Regions from separate parts of the Mus musculus genome. Here regions 1 and 3 are each linked to region 2. The links are chromatin contacts, called in public Hi-C and Micro-C maps. All regions are on one chromosome and are shown on one strand. The core of a region is the stretch at or near the end of the contact, and the rest is flanking DNA. Distances in the headings are between cores, read along the strand shown. Region 1 has its middle 31 kb from the start of Gm21123. Region 2 holds the start of Adm (adrenomedullin). Region 3 overlaps Gm21123 (a long non-coding RNA gene).

Region 1 (2,700 bases), core at 80-2,579, 41 kb before region 2:
GACATTTTGGTTTGGATGGTGAATATGTGCATAAAATATATTTCATGCTAAAAGTGTAAAGTCTAATGCAGAGCTCCAGAGCTTCCTTTTGTAACGCCAACCATAACTGTATAAAAACAGTTCATTACGTTTATAGACTCGAGTATGGTTAATTTTGATATGTCATGCTTTTATTTACTCATGATTTTTAATAATAAAGAATAGTATTCCTACAGGAAGCACTTCTTTAGACGCTTCCTCTTTTAGGAGACAAAACAGCTTACAAGTTATAAATAAAAGGGTTATTTTGTTTCACTTTCTCCATCAAGGGGATCCAAAAATCTTATTTTTAATTTATACAACTTTTAACCGGAGCGGGGTGGGGGGAGGAATATGTGCAAGTTCACGCAGGTGTCTGGAGAGAGGTCTAGAAACCGACATTAAACCCCTTGAAGCTGGAGTTACAGGCAGTTATGGCCTTCTGACATGGAAGCTAGGAACTGAACAGAGATCCCCAGCAAAAGCAACACAGCACAGGCTCTAAACCACTGAGCCATCTCTCTAGATCCAAATCCAAATATCTTCAGGTCCAGTCTTACTCACCTACACTTTGTTCCATGTGCTTTCTTTCTGGACAGAGAAAAGTGGGGTTCTGTGGACATCATAATGCAAACAACACCAGTAGAAAGTAGATCCTAGCTACTCTCTGTCTGCTGGCTCCTGCTGTCATGCCAGACCATACTTGATCTGAAAGGAAGTGTCACAGATCACAAAAACACACGGTGAGCAGACTGGCCAAGTATGCAGCCAACTGCTCCCGTTCAGCTGGAGGCTAAAGCAGACAAACAATAGAGCCACTTTCAAAGTGAACTTCCGTTTCCAGGATGAGAAGGAAACACTGGGACATAAGCTCTTAGGAGACACCTGTGGTGAGCAGGCAGCTGTGCCAAGGAGTGTAAAGAATTAGGAAAGAGAGGACTCGGGAGTCATCACATGGACTTGTCTGTCTCCTAAGCTTTTGGCCTTGGGTCCTCTTGTGCCTGGCTTTGTGCTAAGACGCAGGCAAATAACTCTGAGTAAGTCAGAGGCTCCTGCCTGCCTGAGCCTTACATTGCATTCCTCTGATTCAAACCAATTGGACATCCTAATTAAAACATCTATGACAACACCTAGGACTTGTGTGCCACTGAGGACAGTGGACTCTGAACCGGCTGTCATTTCCTCGGTTTACTAATAGTAATGTCTGGAAGACCAGGGACACCTAGTGTGACCCCTCCAGACCTCTGGTCCTCAAGTCATTTTACCCTGGAACGGCTATGCCTTTGAGGCTCAGCCATTGTCAACAGGCAGTGACACAAAGCACCTGCCATTTTTGGCAAAGACCAACTGAGCAAATGCATAACTCAGAAGCCTGTTACAGTTTCTGAAAAAAAACAATTACATCAGCAATTACTCAGGAGTCTCCCAAGCAGGCTAAAGAGTGCTGTCTTTACTGTGTGCGTGCATGCGTGTGTGTGTGTGTGTGTGTGTGTGTGTGTGTGTGTGTGTGTGTGTGACGGCTGTGCTCTGGTCTCATGTAATGTGACAGAACTAACAAAGAGCGAGCAAAGTGGTACAAACATCTCCACAGTGCTTTCCTAGGCTACCCAACACAGTCCTCAGGAAATGGTGTAGCGTGTATTTGGTTGTTTGAGACAGAGTTTCTCTGTGTAGCCCTAGCTGTCCTGGGATTTGGACTGTAGACCAGGCTAGCCTCAAACTCACAGAGATTCATCTGCCTCTGCCTCCTGAGTGCTGGGATTAAAGTTTTGTGCCACCACTATCCAGCAGAATATACTTTTTAACCCTTTAAGCACTACAGAAAGTATATATATATACATACGTATATAATATATTTCACCTTATTTAGCCGTTCCACAAAGTATACATATTCAAATACATCGTGTTGTACATAATAAAGACAGTCTGCTCTCCATGCCCACATGTTTCATATATTCAAAGTCAACTGAATACAGATGGGAAATACTGAGGGAAGACAACAAACAAACAAAAAAATTGGCGTGGTGGCTCATATCTGTAACCCCAGCTTGGGACGCTGGGGGTGGGGGTGGGGTTGAAGGCAGCCAGGGTTTCACAGTGAGTTCAAGTGAGAAGAGATTGGGCTTAGCAGGATCTGCCTCCCCAAGAAAACAAAGAAAAAAGAAAAGAAGGGAGGGAGGGAGGGAGGGAGGGAGGGAGGGAGGGAGGGAAGGAAGAACAAATGGAGGAAAGAAAGAAAAATTTTAACTTCATGTATACTGAATATGTACAGACAATCTTGGTTTTATTCCCTAAGCAGTAGAGTCTAGCAACTACCTGTGTAATATTTACACCTAACGATGTCTTCAAATTAAAAGTCCATAAAAGGTTGTTTTACACAAGTGCTAAAGCATTTTATGTAAAAGGCTGGGATATGTTTGAAGAGGCCATGATGAAACCCATTACATTTTATGCCTAAACATTTAGTAAATAAAGAGGTCAGGGCCATCCAAAGATTTACATCTGTCTGGGAGAATCTTGACCTAAACTCCTGTGGATACCAAGAGGAAGTTGTATATTCAAAATTATTTCTCAGTTAAGTAAATCAGAAAAATTGTTAATCCCCTGTCTCCATTCATTGCCTTCTCGCCCCCTTCCTTCTCCAGTCTTTCTAACTTTCCTGCAGCAGAGTCTCCTACACAC
Region 2 (2,700 bases), core at 129-2,628:
GGCTGATCTTGTTTCTGGGAGCCATGCCGTCCTTGTCTTTGTCTGTTAGCTGGTAGATCTGGTGGGCCAATTTCTGAAATGTGCAGGTCCCGAAGCGGCATCCATTGCTGCGGGAACCCTGGTTCATGCTCTGGCGGTAGCGTTTGACACGAATGTGGGCTTCGCTCTGATTGCTGTGAAGAAGGAAGGACACCTCATCAACCGGGGCTTTGGTCCCAACCACCTGGGACCGGAGCCATGCAGTACCCGAGGGACCTGGAACCCGTTCCCTCCGCCGGAGCCTCAGCTGCAGTGCAGCCAGGACAATCCCCAGGGTCAGAGTAGTGGAGAGGGCACATCCTCTGCAGAGAGCATAGTTACCTGGCTTGTAGGGGGCCAGTTGTGTTCTGCTCGTCCAGGAATGGATCAAGAGTCTGGGTAGGAACTGTCGTCTCATCAGCGAGTCCCGTAGGGTAGCTGCTGGATGCTTGTAGTTCCCTCTTCCCACGACTTAGCGCCCACTTATTCCACCTAGAAAACACAAGCAGATGCGTTTGGCCTAAGTTCAAGTGATGTCCCAGCCAGCTCCACTCCCTTTGTAACACCTCCAGACCATCTCTCAGTTTTCTCTCATTGCCAGGTATTCAAAGTGAAGAAAGAAAGCACGGCCCAAACTCACTTCTTTCGGAACTGCGAAGGAGTATCTGGCCCTGCAGTGTCCGCGCCTAGGAAAGCGAGTGAACCCAATAACATCAGGGTGATGGAAACCAGCTTCATTCTGTGGCGATGCTCTGATACCCTGGAAAGGAACAAGACACCGAGTGTGAGCAACCGGGCCAGCAGCACGATCCCGTCAGCACGCGAAGGGTGGCGGCAGGACGGGGAGCCGCTTGGCAGCGCTCTTCCTGGCTCAGCTGCTTATCTCCCCCACTGGCGCAGAGAAACACCGGAGATTTTTGCGCTGGCCGGGTGGGTGACAAGCAAGGCAAAGGAAGCCATTGAGAAGTGCCAGGCTTCCAGAGGTTTCCAACTAAAGTCCCAGGATCTCAGCCCAAGGAGGAGGGGGGATCTCAAGAGAGCTCCAGCTGTGCGCATGAGCTAGACCTGGGCAATGAGGTGTTCTCTACATTGGATACCCTAAAGTGGGTTGTTCCCCCTTGTCCAGCTCTGCAAGTTTTGGGGCTTTGGCAAAGCCGTCCCCCTCCCTAACATGCTGGAGGCCAGCGGTTCCTACCTGATAAAGGGGTGCGTTGTCAAGCACTTGAAGCAGAAAGAAGTCCTTCTGACAGTAGCAAAACCCCAAAGTCCAAGATTGACTGCGATGAGAAGCCGAGAAACCAGGAGCGGGAGCGGTAACGCTGGAGTTGCTCTGTCTAGTGTCACCAAGAAACCACTGACTAGTGAGCACCAGCTCCAGCGTCTTATAAGCGCTCAGGGGCGGACGGTGGGCGTGGTCAGATTTGCCCTGGAGTCCTCCCTCTCCAGCGTGCTTGCTTCTAAAACCAGACCTGCCCTGCAGCTTGCCTGTGGGTATGGGGGGTAGGGGTAAGAGGTCCCCTGTGGCTAGACATCTCAGAGATCCGCTCTGAGAGATTAGACTGGAGCAGGACTTCCCTTGCCCTAATTTCCCAGCATAGAGTTCAAACAGTGAGAAGGGAAGGGGAACCAGAACAACTCGGGTGGGGTGAATCCTTTGCCCATAATGTGTACAACCCAGAGTGCTGATCTGAGCTTCCTGGACAGTGCTGCAAGAACCGGGAGACGGGTGGGACACATGGATAACCAAAACCCCGGACTTGGGGAGCTGTGACCTCAAATGGACCGCGCCCCCTGCCGGCTTAGCACCTGACTGAGCCTCGACCCCCATCTGTGCCCGCAGGGTACACCTGGAAGGGAGAGGCTCAGTCTCCAGTGACTGGGACTGAGGGGTTTCTCGATAGACTAGCCAGTACGGATTTCGTAATAAGGGCAGAACTGGGAACAGCTGAATTGGAAATTGGGGTTTGGAGAGGGTAGTTATCTGAAAATTCAGAACTCACATTCCTATTTGGAAATACAGGAATAGCCAAAATTAGGAAGAGAGATAGTTTTGTTTTCTTCCTTGTGATACTATTATCCCTTATAAGGCTATGACCTGCGAGTTGACCTGACTGCCTTCATTCATCCATCATAAACGTGAGGATTGACTGACTGGGAGCACACTAATGCCTCACATATGTTAATCACTTTACAGTTGACAAATCCCAGCCAGATCCCAATCGCTTTTGATCTCTACACTCCCGAGCTGGTGTTCTCTTGAATTAAAGTGAAGTGCCGAAAGGGTAAGTCTATTGCCCAGTCACACTAAAGGTGGGAAGCTGTAGAGTCTGGACTCAAAAGACTGGGGCACAGCGGCTCGGTTTTCTGGCTGGGGTCACCATTCTCATCAGGTGGGGGGAGAATGCCGGCCCCCGCCTAGCCCAGAGATATGTGCTAATTCACGATGAATCAGTTCGAACACGTTTGCCACGGGCTGGTGCTCTTCACAGATCCGTGAGTTCACTTTCTTCCCTTCTAGGGCCAAACTGGGCGACAGGCGTAGCTCCGCATGCAGGTCTCCCGGAAGGTCCCGAAGCTAAAGACATGACCTACGACAGCTCCTAGCCCCCAGCCCTGGTGATGTGGACACAGACAACTCATGTCCTCTTCCTGGCGACCCCGGCAGATCTCCCAGTGTCCTAC
Region 3 (3,017 bases), core at 118-2,617, 62 kb before region 2:
AAGGCTGTGCTAATTCATTAATAATTCCTGAAAACGTTGCCAGTTACTCCCTCTCCCTGGTCATTCTCTACAGCCTCCTCATGCCAGCCTAAAGACTAAAGATCGCCTGAGTACTCTGCCTCAAGTTTGGGGGTCTCCTTTACTTCTTCTCACTCTTTACCCAACACCCCACCCTCACCTCTCCATGGTGAGGGTGACTTGAGGAGTTCATGGACTTGAGGTCACATGCTCCACCAATTTCATCTTCCAGAGAACCACCCAGTCCCCCGGGATCCTTAAAGGCAGCCCCCAACCCACTTCACAGAGATGGGCTATAACCTCTAGGCCTACCCTGACCACTGACCCTGGTTCTTAGTAGGCCCAGTTAAGCCAAGCTCACATCAGCCTGAAGACCTGCTGACTCCAATTCTCTCCCTTTTGAGTAGATGCTCAACTCCTAGGAATCTCAAGTACTTACACACACTACTTGGCCCAGTCTCTTTTATCCAGGCCAAAGCATCCATCTCCCCAGAAGGCCTTCCCCAAGGGACCTGGGGGTGGTTGTGACATGTGCCTTGTAACACAATCTTGTCTTGCTGTAGACTCCATAGGAGCGTGCAGTTTTGTTCATGTTCTCATATGTCCTAGCTGCTGTGGTTAGAGCATATTTTGTTATTGTCCAGGCATAAGGCCTCTATGTGCTCGCTCACAGACTAGTAAACATCCATTGTCTATCAGGGGAACCAGGACCATCTAACCCTGATCTTTCATTTTCCATCCTCCAAGTCAGTGTGACCAAAGTCACACAATTAGTGACACGTGAAGGATTCAGACTCCGAATCAGTCAGACTGTAGATGCTGTGGCCTTAGCTTTAGATGGCATCAAGAGAGATGGCAAGGAAAGTTTCCTAGAGTGCCAACGAAAGGAACCAAAGTGCGTGGCTCAGGCCTCAGCATCCGGTTTTGTTCACTGAGAGCTGGACAGAAATGCTGGATAATACAAATTGTTTCAAAAAGCAAGAAAAAGAATTGCAGAACTGCACAGTCAGGCTACACCAGACCCTCAAACTCTGCGGGTAGACATCCAATTCCTATTTCCCTTGTAGGTGGAGTCCTGCTTTGAGTCTACCCTGTGATCTTTCTCTTCGGAAGCAGCCATGGAAACAGCCGGAACAAGCCCAGTGCATCCTTGCAACAATTCCTTCAAATCGGCTGCTCTCAGGAACTTCTTGACTCTTCAATACATCCCTGAACGGCGAACCTAGGGAAGTGGGTCCTGTTTGTAGCTTATGAGAAGCCACGACCAGGACACACACGGTGGCCAGGGGGCAGGCCAGGGCTGCAGAGAGCCAGAGGCGGAAGCCCAGCTGGGAGAACTCCTGCAGGAAGTGGGCGGGGCTTGGGGGAGAGCCTCCATCTGCAAGGAAATCCCCTCCCCTGGGTTCACTCAGAGGACAGTTCAGGTTGAAGCAAAGATGCCAGAGAGCAGGCAGCGAATCCAGACCCAAGGGGAGGCATAAATGCCAGAGACAACACTGTGAGAGGCAAGAAGGAAGCCAGGAACCAACTGAAGGTCCTGGAGCGTGTCTGCACTCGTCCAGCTTCTCTAGTTCAGGAGAGCAGAGAGGAATTTAATGGGAAGGAAATAAAGAAAAAAAAAAAATAAGAGCTATTCCATTTATTTTATGAGCTCATCAAAACTCTGATAACAAGACCTGTCAGGAATAGCGCACACACAGGAAGCAACACAGGGAGAAAAAAAACAACACTTACAAGGTCAATAAAACATGTGGAAAAGAAGCAGCCACGGTAGTGACGTTGGGGCTTCCTCTGGTGACTAAAATTAAACAGCTTGGGCTGGGGGTGTGGTTCAGTTGATGCAGTGGTCGCCTACCATGCACAAAGCCCTGGGTTTGATCCCCACCATTGCGTGCACCCAACATGGTAGCACAGGCCAACACTTGAGAGGTGGAGGCAGGATGATCACAAGTTCAAGAGCATCTTCTACTACATAGAAAGTTCAAGGCCAGCCTGGGATCCATGAGATCTTATGTCAAAAGAGGGAGGAGATGCTGGATGGCTCAGCTGGTAAGTTCTTGCTTCACAAATTTGAGGAGCAGAGTTGGAACTCCAACAACTATGCAAAAGAGCAGATTGATTTAAGCATACGGAGGGAGAGGACAGTAGATGCAAACAGATCCCTGAACCCATAACCAGCTAGCTTAGCCTAATTGGCAAGCTCTAGCTCTCAGGGAGAGACCCGTGTCAAAAACCAAGATGGGGGCTGGAGAGACGGCTCAGCAGTTAAAAGTACTGGCTATTCTTCCACAGGACCCAGTTATGATTCCCAGTACCCACATGGCAGCTCACAACAATTTCTAACTCAAGTGCCAGGAGATCTGATGCCCTCTTCTGGCCTCTCAGACACCAGGCACACACACGGTACAGAGGAATACATGTAGGCAAAACACTCGTATACATAATATAATAACAATACAAAAAATATTACAATGTGGATGGTGCTTAAGGAATGACACTGAAGGCTGGCCTCTGGCCTTCATGTGTATTCACACACACATGCACACACATGACTGCACACATACACATACAGGTTTATACCAATCATCAGTATTCAAGCCATCAGATTCACTATCTGAAAAATGTTAGCTAAAAACCCACATCCATTTCTGTTTGTTTGTTTGTTTGTTTGTTTGTTTGTTTTAGATATCCCAGTATCTCTTGGCATAATAAAGAGTGGTAGTATCTTATTTAAAATTAAAATACAATGAGAAAGAAATAAAAGAAACATTATAGTTTATTCATTAAAATCAGTAACTCAAAAGGATATTAGTTTTGGCGTTATTCCTTAATATTGCTCTGGAAATTAAGGCCAACACAATAAAAGAAAACACAAAATAAATAAGATGTATTTTTTTTAAACATGACATATTAAGGAAACAAAATTGTCAGTCAAATTTTAGTTATCAATGCTGTATATTAAAATCCCAATGTAACTCCTAGAAACAAAATACTCATTA

The links. Hi-C and Micro-C count contacts between places; a contact is called where the count stands out from the background.
Region 1: a Micro-C map of muscle stem cells shows a contact between it and region 2, with 4 times the contacts expected there. The contact joins the enhancer-like site here to the promoter of Adm in region 2. A contact is called at or near these places in 1 of 39 promoter capture datasets (macrophages), 1 of 15 datasets of contacts at CTCF or cohesin (the NIH/3T3 cell line), 2 of 484 Hi-C or Micro-C datasets (muscle stem cells and uterus), 4 of 115 datasets of contacts at active chromatin or transcription factors (embryonic stem cells, extraembryonic endoderm stem cells and heart atrium) and 1 of 9 other capture datasets (pancreatic islet).
Region 3: a Hi-C map of uterus shows a contact between it and region 2, with 2.2 times the contacts expected there. The contact joins the enhancer-like site here to the promoter of Adm in region 2. A contact is called at or near these places in 1 of 39 promoter capture datasets (macrophages), 4 of 484 Hi-C or Micro-C datasets (Sertoli cells, stem cell-derived neural progenitor cells and uterus), 1 of 115 datasets of contacts at active chromatin or transcription factors (heart atrium) and 1 of 9 other capture datasets (pancreatic islet).

The regions. Positions count from the first base shown.
Region 1 is chr7:110,667,125-110,669,824 of GRCm38.p6, reverse strand. No RefSeq gene overlaps it. Among named protein-coding and RNA genes, the nearest start is that of Gm21123, 31 kb to the left of the region's middle. Within about 2 kb of position 1,329, at least 43 of the 459 cell types and tissues checked have an H3K27ac peak or open chromatin away from gene starts, as enhancers often do. A contact at or near this core is called in heart atrium and muscle stem cells, where this site is marked.
Region 2 is chr7:110,626,335-110,629,034 of GRCm38.p6, reverse strand. Adm (adrenomedullin) reads right to left here and starts at 1,378. Exons shown (of 4, transcript NM_009627.2): 1 at 1,214-1,378; 2 at 659-778; 3 at 361-510; 4 at 1-173. The coding sequence starts at 756. Gm28863 (a long non-coding RNA gene) reads left to right here. Exons shown (of 3, transcript XR_003946665.1): 2 at 620-2,300; 3 at 2,537-2,700.
Region 3 is chr7:110,687,866-110,690,882 of GRCm38.p6, reverse strand. Gm21123 (a long non-coding RNA gene) reads left to right here. Exons shown (of 4, transcript XR_140838.1): 4 at 1-720. Among named protein-coding and RNA genes, the nearest start is that of Gm21123, 10 kb to the left of the region's middle. Within about 2 kb of position 1,367, at least 136 of the 459 cell types and tissues checked have an H3K27ac peak or open chromatin away from gene starts, as enhancers often do. A contact at or near this core is called in heart atrium, stem cell-derived neural progenitor cells and uterus, where this site is marked.